Regions from separate parts of the Mus musculus genome. Here all the other regions are linked to region 2. A link is a contact called in public HiChIP or PLAC-seq and promoter capture Hi-C data. All regions are on one chromosome and are shown on one strand. Each heading gives the region's core, a stretch centred on a gene start, on an enhancer-like site or on the middle of the called end of the contact. The rest is flanking DNA. Distances are from core to core; before and after follow the strand shown. Region 1 holds the start of Guca2a (guanylate cyclase activator 2a (guanylin)). Region 2 overlaps Gm36574 (a long non-coding RNA gene). Region 3 holds the start of Exo5 (exonuclease 5).

Region 1 (2,893 bases), core at 146-2,645, 740 kb before region 2:
TCAGTGTGTCATACTCTGGCATACATAGGCACACAACACTTCAGTGCACACACAAACACCTTTGCACACATGCCTTTCAGAATGCCTACATGTGCCCTTCAATACACACCTCATGTACTCACAAACATCTCTGTACACACAAAGACCCCTTCAGTGTACACACCTCAGCATACATGCAATCTGCATCTCAGTGCCTGCAGGCATTTGCATATGACCCCGTAGTAGGGGTTGGGGAAATAGACAACAGAAGTCCAGCCTAGAACAGCTTGGTAAGAACAAATGTTTCTTGACCTTGTCCCAGGGTTAGGTACTTTCTAGTTTCTTCTTACAAGGGTCCTCTCCAGCCCCTTCTTTAGTACTGTTCTCACATCTAGGGATGCCGTCCCTCACTGGGAATGCAAGCAGTGTGGTGAATCGGCAGGAAGGAGAGGATCCGTCAAGACTGCTTTCTCTAAGGTCCTGGGGCTTGGACACTCTAGGTCCTGCAGTGAATATATGACTTGCCCCAATCCCAGCAGAGGTTAGATTAGAGGGACCCGGATCCACACAGACCCATCTCAGCCACTCGGGGCAGGGCAGGGCAGGACAGAGGGGGCCATACTGCCTAAGGACCAACTGCTCTGACTGGGCTAGGCAGGTAGCCATCAGTGGAGACCAGGAGCCGCTGCTGCTGTTCAGGCACAGCAACTTCTTCATCGAGGGCTTCCTGTGTGCCAGGAACTGCATGGAACACTTAGGTGCTCATAGTCTCCTTAGCACGAAGGCATCTGCCAACCAGGGAGGTATTCACATTGGTCTGCACAGAGAACCTGATAGGGCAACGATGTGGAGTGGAAGTCACATCGAAAACAGGCCGCTGGTGGGGTTTGAGTGCAGGCCTGTGAATAGCAAAGTTGAATCCCAGAGACCAAGGCTGGACTCATCTGGCTTTTGTGTTCCCGTTCTCCCCCCTCTCTGGGCTCACTTACTCTTCCCTTCCCCCTGAACATTCCAGGCTCAGCTCATTTCTTGCTCCTCCTAACAGGGTCTTCTTTGAATGGGTGGGAGGTAACTCTTCTGTGCTCCCCACCCCCATGCTAATGGCCCTGTCTCTGTTGCCACTGTAGTCACAGTCACCTTGCTGGGCCTCTTTCTTCAAGGGCAAGGCTGGATCTGCCATCCTGGTCGGGAGTAAATCCAGGACCCAGCCCAGCTGTGAGTCACAGTAGTGCCCAGGGAGAGGCCAGGGCTCTGCCAGGCTCTGTTGATCTCTTATCTCCCAGGCTCCACTTGGCCTTATCTGATGGGGCTCAACAGGCAGCAGATGAGGCTGACAAGGCCCCAGGGTTACTGAGTAACCCCAACCTCTTTAAAAGCCCCACTGTTTACCCCAGGCACTAGTACTGGCCTGTTCTCTGCATTGCATACTGCTACCATGAATGCCTGTGTGCTCTCTGTGCTGTGCCTCCTGGGTGCCTTGGCTGTCCTGGTAGAAGGGGTCACTGTGCAGGTATGACCCCATCCCTACTTAGTCTAGCCCCATCCTTGGAATCCTGAAACGAGGGATGGGCATCTTCTGGGACCTGTCGTCCCCCCCCCCCCCCCCCCGCCTCCCGAGACCTGCCAGCCAGCCATATTTTCCCTTCAAACATGGAAGAGGAAAACGTTCAAGGAGACAGCAAGAAATACCAGCTGGGAAAGACTATAGCAATAAGTGCCTGCAGTCTGGCTGCTCCAGTGTCCCATTGTGACTCGGCAGGCCCGGGATGAAAGGGTTGGTGGCATTTCACAGAACAGAATCATGAGCTTCACTAAAGTCCCCAAACAGCCAAAGCTGATGGCTGAAAAGGGAGGTGGCTGGGCTCAAATCTAGGCATCCATTGCACCCGATGGGAACCTAGATGGTCAGGCATACCTACTGGTGACACCAGACACAAGCTGGGTTGTCAGCAAACAGGGATCCTATTCTCTAAAGGACGCCCCTGGGTTCCTTGTATTGCCTCTGATAGGCTGGAGGTGGAAGCCCTCGGGCAGGAAAAGATAGGCTGGGCTAGCATGACCACGGATAAGGGTGCCAGTTCACGCTCATATGGCACCCACAGCATCCCTGGCTCTACAGAAGCGGCTCCATTGATCACGTGGTAGATAGTATGCAGTACTTACGGCCTCTAGCAAACCCAGGGTCACAGAGGTCTGACCTCACGTTGTTCCTTAGATTGTCTCAAGCAAGCCACCCAGGCTAGGGCTGCCTACAGCCTGGCCTCATGCTCTGGCTGCCTCTTTCAGGATGGAGACCTCTCCTTTCCTCTGGAGTCAGTGAAAAAACTTAAGGGTCTCCGCGAGGTACAGGAGCCCAGACTGGTGAGTCACAAGAAGTTTGCTCCCCGGCTTCTTCAGCCCGTGGCACCACAGCTATGTAGTAGCCACTCTGCACTTCCAGAAGCACTGAGGCCGGTCTGCGAGAAACCCAACGCCGAGGAGATCCTGCAGAGGCTAGGTGAGTGCGCTCTTGGCTAGTGTGGCTAGGACATCCTCTGATTGGTTGGGGCTTGAGGAGGAGGTGTGCTTTGATTGGCTAGTTCTGAGTGGCACTGGTTGAAGCCTTTTAGAAAGGCCTTCGTTCAGAAGCAGGGGTTAAAAGGAGTCCTGCATCCCATCTTCGGGTCATGTCTAACAACTCCGTTTCTGTTCTGGTAAAAAGCTGCACTCTGATTGGTTGGCTTCAATAATTCATACGCCCCATTTGAGGCAGAAAGTCTAGAGGGTCAGAGGAGATCAGCCTGCTGTGATTATCCTGGTGGCTGGTGACAGATATCCAAACTCTAGTGGAAGAGAGGCAGGGGATATGAGAAAATGGTGGCCGTCCCTCACCAAGACTTCTTCTTCCTTGACCAGAGGCCATTGCTCAGGACCC
Region 2 (2,896 bases), core at 340-2,839:
ATGCAAGAGTCAAATTATAGGACACAGGAAATAAATAATGTTCTGGGGAAAGTTGGTTTGTACATAGTGTCAGTGAACAGCCTACATTCCCCTGAGTGACCTAAGCAGTCATTTAGGACAGCATCTCTGACCACAAAGCCGTGCTCAGTTTATAAAGGGGAAAGCAGGTAGCCCCAGAAAAGCTGCTGGAACAGCAGAAGGCATCAGCTCTTGGCTAAATGCTTTGGTTTCCTTTGAACTGGTGGGATAGTTAGGTTCCATCTGGCACTGGGTCCTTTTAATGGTTTGAATGAAAATGGCCCCCAAAGGCTCATAGGGATTGACATTATTTGAAAGGATTAGGAGATGTGGCATTGTTGGAGTGGGTGTGGCATTGTCAGAGAGTGTCACTGAGGGTGGGCTTTCAGGTTTCAAGTGCTCAAGCCAGGCCCAGTGGTCACGCTGTCCACCTGCTGGCTGCTGATCCAACTATAGAACTCTCAGCTACTTTTCCAGCACCATGAATGCCTGCACGTTGCCATGTTTCCTGCCATGATGATAATGGACTATATCTCTGAACCTGTAAGCCAGCCCCAGTTAAATGTTTTCCTCTATAAGAGTTGCTGTGGTCATGGTGTCTAGTCACAGCTCCATAAAAACCTTAAGACAGTTCATAGCCTTGTCTTGTCAGGATAAGAGTCAGTTGTATCCAGCAATAACTTGCTCATGGCCTAATCTTTTGTTAGTCTTTCCTTCCTGTCTCATGGGACTTTTTAGCTGTGTTTCTTGGGTCCATCCCTTCAGTAAACTGCTTGCATGCAAATCCTTGTTTCAGAGTTTGCTTTTGGAAACTGGAATGGAGATAAATAGAAAAGAACCATAGCTTAACCAAGATGCAACTTCCTTCCAGAGTGGTCCAGCCTTATGTAGTGTAGGACTAAGACAACTGCATAAAGTCTTCCAGTGCTGCCCCTACTCCAGCCAACTCACACATCTTTCAAATAGAAAGAAACAGGCCAAGGGCCAACACACTCATTTGCATTAAAGATGTTTCTCCAAGGCTCCTGGTTGCATTCAGTCTAGAACTACTGAGAGTGTGGCTTTATTCTAAGAGGCCATGCACCTAATTAAAGGATAGATTTTATTTGCTAAGGAAAGTGAGGTTAGGTACTGGGAAGCAAGTAGCATTGTATGGCCCTAGCAGCTCAGGGATGCAGGTTGGAAAGTGCTATAGAGGGGTTCCGGAACGGAGGGATTGCCAGAGAAGCAAAATTAAAGCGGCAAAGACTAAGACTTTTGCAGGATTAAAGGGGGATTTGAAATGCATACTCAAGGATGAATGAGAAAAAGAAAAGTAAGTCTACACTTTGCCTGGTGAAGCCGTTCAAGGCCACACTTCCTCATTCTTCATGTGGATGCCCTGTGCTGAGCCACTCAGACTCTTGAGCAGTGACCGCTGACTTCTCAACTCTGAGCTCCATGATGTCCTACGAAAGCTTGAAATCAGCCACCACGGAGAGAGACTGCACATTATCCTCAAACACTACAGAGCTCCCCACTGCTGAGAGCACGAGGCTGTGTTGCAAGAGTGAGTCACTGGCTGGAAGGCATGAACTCTCTGGGATGAGTGTGGGATTTGGAAGCAGTGGCCTTGGTTGGAGCCAACTCTCAACTATATCCCGTTGGGAAATGATTTAACTTCTTCCACTCAGTGTGATACAAAGCTAGGTCTGAGAGGGTGGCTGTGAATACTTCGTCTGCCAAAAGTGTGCCTCCCCCTTCCCAGAAGCAGAATGGCCTGACTCACGGTCCCCAGAGACCCTCCCTTCTTAGAAGCAAAAGAGTGAAACCTCTGGCTACAGATTTCGCCAGGTTCCTGGTCTCTCCTCTTCCTGAAAGGTCTCTACCGCCACCTATTGTTCATCATTTGTTTCTGCAGGCCAGCCTTTCTGGGGAGAATTGCTTGCTCCTGAAATGGCCTTAAGAAGAGCACTCAGCTAGATGGAGCCAAAGACACATTAGCTGTCCTAACAGTCACTGTCTGGCCTGTCAACAAAGCCTGCTCCCTGTTGCCCTCCAGCTCCCGCTGTGTGCCAGCCTTGCTGTGCATCCTGAGAGCAGAGGGCAGAAGGCAGGGACCCGTGTCTTCAGCATTCATGCCCCTTCTGGTGCAACCATTCTAATTCAGTCCTTAAGATGCAATGTGCCCTTATTCCTTATCTGGAAAATGGAAGCTGAAACCAGGAAGTAACATTCATTTAAGGTTACTAAAGCTACTAGGTGAGCAATTGAAGTAAGATTTGGTTTTAGAACCTCTTTCTACAAGTCCAAGTATCTAAAAAAATTATTATTATCATTATTATTATTATTATTGTGTCTGTGGCATGTGTGTGCACATGTGCTTATGTACAGCACACAATATGGAGGCCAAAGGACAACTTGCAGATATCAGTTCTCCGCTATCTTGTGGGCTCTGGGAATTGAACTCGGATTGCCAGGCTCATTGGTAAGTGCCTTTACCCTTTTACCCCGTGAGCCATCTCTCTGGCCCAAGTCCAAGACTGCTCTTTTCCCCACAATTGCATCTATCACAAACTAGGCATTGAGATGCGCAGTGGGTCTATGTATTAGGCTCTTTTAAAATAAGGAAGCAAAGAGGTCACTAAGCAGGGTCAGGAGACCCACACCCAGGGTCACATTGTCTCATTAGAACTGGCGAGTAATCTTAGTGACCCTCAGTGGTATTCAACGTCACCAGGAAAAAAGGACCGGGTCAGATGGTCTCAAAGGTTACCATAAACATGTGGTTGTGACCTCCAAAGATACTGGCAGGATAAACCAGTCTTTGTTATTTCATAGATGTGCCACCATGGGCAAGTTATTCATCTTGGCATACATTTTCCTCTCTTCAAAAATA
Region 3 (2,807 bases), core at 91-2,590, 540 kb after region 2:
TTTTTTTTATTTTTTTTTTTTATTTTTAAAGATTTATTTATTTATTTATTATATATAAGTACACTGTAGCTGTCTTCAGACACACCAGAAGAGGGCATCAGATCTCATTACAGATGGTTGTGAGCCACCATGTGGTTGCTGGGATTTGAACTCCGGACCTCTAAAAGAGCAGTCAGTGCTCTTAACCTCTGAGCCATCTCTCCAGCCCCCTTGACTTCTTAAAGATATAGAAATATCTACTAATATTCATATTAAATATTTTATATATGAATATATGTTTTAAAAGTTTTAAAACAGATAAAGCTGAAAATTATTAGGTGAAAAATTAAATGAGATAGATGTTCAGAAAATACCAGATCGGCATCAAGAGTCTAGGGATCCTGAAGATACAGATTTTGAATCTAATCTTGAAACGTCCAGTAGAATTTGCTGGTATGCTATTTGTTTGTTTGTTTCTTTCTTTCTTTATTTTCTGGTTTTTCGAGACAGGGTTTCTCTGTGTAGCCCTGGCTGTCCTGGAACTCACTCTAGACCAGGCTGGCCTCGAACTCAGAAATCCGCCTGCCTCTGCCTCCTGAGTGCTGGGATTAAAGGCGTGCACCACCACGCCCGGTTCTGCTATTTGTTTCTTGAATAATCTTGGGCACATTTCAAAAATTCTCTGATGAGACTGGCACATCTTTAAAATGTATACTGGTAAGCTAATCCTTCAATGCCCACAGAGCTAAAACAGTACAGATATTAACTAACACACAATAAATGTGGCTTTCCTTCCAAAGGCATTGATGGGTCTACTATGTATCTATTTGCTCTGAAAAGTTCAGGAGAGAGGCAACTCGTACTCACCTGGGCCTTAGTTGATTTCCCTCCTCACAGGGAAGAGCATGTATTAAAACGAGGGGAGATGGGGAGGCACCTTGCTATGATGGAATGTGGACTTCTGTTCTCTTCACCTGACCACTCCTTCACATTATGGTGTTTCCACTTGAGTCACACTGCTAGGGCAGCTGCGTGTCATAAATCCTCCTAACACTGGCCTCTCCAAGGGTAAGGTCTCCAGGCGGTAAGTTCTGCTCTCCAGGTTCCCAGCCGCAGCCTGAGGTCGGAGGCCCTGCCTTGCTGATGGCTTCCGGCTGCCTGCTGCTGCCTTCATCCTCTGCGTCCTGACTCGTTACAGGCCTTCCACGCAGGCAGGCGTGTGCTTTCCACTCAGCCCCCAGCCCCAGTCCCCCTGGTGTGCCCAAGCGCAAAGACTCAATCGCGGGCCCAAAATGCACAGAACAAAAACCCGAATGAGGGGCGTGCCTGAAAGGGGCAGCCCCTTAGCTCTTCACCCCTGTCCCAGAATTCCCGGCGGCGGTTGGAGGCCCGCCCCTTTTCATGTCACACCCCTCCCCACCCACCAGGCCCCTGGTTCTCGCGACACTGGGGCTGAGTGGGCGTCTGCAGTCCGCTGTATTTCCTTATCCACCAGTGCCTAGTGCAGGCTGTTACCGTCTCGTTCTCTTACGCCCGCCCGGTGAGAGGACGGTCATGGTGGTCGTCTCGCTGTCCCCAGTGCAGCTGGCCTCTGACACCCTTGGAGCCCGAATCCGGATCTTAGCACCTGACATCAGCTTTCCCAGCTTAGTGAACAATCATGAACTCAAGCTTCAAAGACGCTGGCAGTTGTCAGTGTCTTATTTTATTTTATTTATTTCTTATCCTTTTTATTGGCCTCCAATTTGGGTTACTCCTGCCTCTGCTTTTTCGGTGCTGGAATTACAAGCCATTGTGCCCTTATGCCCAGATTCTTTTTAAAGATTAAAAAAAATGTTTTGTTTTTTCCTTTATGTGTATGAATGTTTTCCCTGCATGCATGTCTGTGGTTCATATCTTCTTGGTGCCCTCGGGAGCCAGAAGAGGGCCTCAGAGTTACAGAAGGGTTGAGTCACATGGGCACAGAGAAACAAACTAAGGTCCTCTGTAAGAGCAGCTAGTGCTCTTAACCTCTGAGCCTTTGAAAAATACTTCCCAGCATCTATGGTGACCCACACCAAAAATCTCAGCGCTGGGACTCTAGACTTGAGTCTAAAGTCCAGAAGGATAAAGCCTAGCTGTTAGGTTCATTTAGTTAATTCAGTCACCAGTTTAAGGGGTTCACCAGAATCAGGGTTTTATAAAGTGTATTGTATCAGGGGGAGGATGAACAGATTCCAAACAAGGAACTTGCGTAGGAAAAAAAAAAAAAAAAAAAAGAGGAAATTTCCAAATGTGGAGTAAAACCCATGAAATACTATCTTCAATCACAGTGGGAGCAAAGATAAAAGAGAAGCACTTGTGCCCCTCCCTTTGGCAGTATGGAAGCAGTAGAACCCCCCCCCCCACCCCCCCACCCCCCCCCCCCCCCCCGCCACCCACCATTCAGAGGAGAACTTACCTCCCAGGAAGAGACTTCATAGGATCCTTACAGCTTGTCAGACCACTCTGCAGAAGACACAAGCTGAGACAACTGTGGACAGGACTGTTCCTTGATCTGCTTAGTTGTACATCCCTCTTGCTTTGTTTAAACCTAAACCACATGTCAGAACCCCAAAGACAGTCTTGGAAATCATTAGGCCTCTGTGTTTGTTCCTCTTTCCAAAGTGACCTCATCGAATAAATCCCCTTTCTTTCATTAAGGGCATATTGAAGATGAGTGGCTGAGTCTAGTCTCTTAATCCTACTAGAACCTAGTGTTAGGCCCTAAGAGAATCCAGTAATAAGAATGGATATTTGGGGACCATAACATCTTTATGACAAAACCAAAGTATATTTGGGTAGAAATA

Evidence for each region. Promoter capture Hi-C pulls out the DNA fragments that hold promoters and counts their contacts. HiChIP or PLAC-seq counts read pairs in DNA pulled down with a chosen protein or histone mark.
Region 1: an SMC1A HiChIP or PLAC-seq map of the NIH/3T3 cell line shows a contact between it and region 2, with 7 times the contacts expected there. The contact joins the promoter of Guca2a here to the enhancer-like site in region 2. A contact is called at or near these places in 5 of 39 promoter capture datasets (the 3T3-L1 cell line, 3T3-L1-derived adipocytes, hematopoietic stem and progenitor cells and 1 more), 1 of 15 datasets of contacts at CTCF or cohesin (the NIH/3T3 cell line), 7 of 484 Hi-C or Micro-C datasets (B cells, cerebellar granule neurons, cerebral cortex and 2 more) and 2 of 115 datasets of contacts at active chromatin or transcription factors (astrocytes and embryonic stem cells).
Region 3: a contact with region 2 is called in a promoter capture Hi-C map of 3T3-L1-derived adipocytes, with 2.6 times the contacts expected there. The contact joins the promoter of Exo5 here to the enhancer-like site in region 2. A contact is called at or near these places in 8 of 39 promoter capture datasets (the 3T3-L1 cell line, 3T3-L1-derived adipocytes, the C10 cell line and 4 more), 1 of 15 datasets of contacts at CTCF or cohesin (embryonic stem cells) and 1 of 484 Hi-C or Micro-C datasets (nephron progenitors).

Annotation. Positions count from the first base shown.
Region 1 is chr4:119,636,337-119,639,229 of GRCm38.p6, forward strand. It overlaps Guca2a (guanylate cyclase activator 2a (guanylin)), which reads left to right and starts at 1,396. Exons shown (of 3, transcript NM_008190.1): 1 at 1,396-1,489; 2 at 2,266-2,476; 3 at 2,875-2,893. The coding sequence starts at 1,415.
Region 2 is chr4:120,379,307-120,382,202 of GRCm38.p6, forward strand. The region is part of intron 3 of Gm36574 (a long non-coding RNA gene); the gene reads right to left. Among named protein-coding and RNA genes, the nearest start is that of Gm36574, 16 kb to the right of the region's middle. Within about 2 kb of position 1,590, at least 116 of the 459 cell types and tissues checked have an H3K27ac peak or open chromatin away from gene starts, as enhancers often do. A contact at or near this core is called in 3T3-L1-derived adipocytes, the HPC-7 cell line, the NIH/3T3 cell line and 3 more, where this site is marked.
Region 3 is chr4:120,923,665-120,926,471 of GRCm38.p6, forward strand. It overlaps Exo5 (exonuclease 5), which reads right to left and starts at 1,341. Exons shown (of 2, transcript NM_028457.2): 1 at 847-1,341.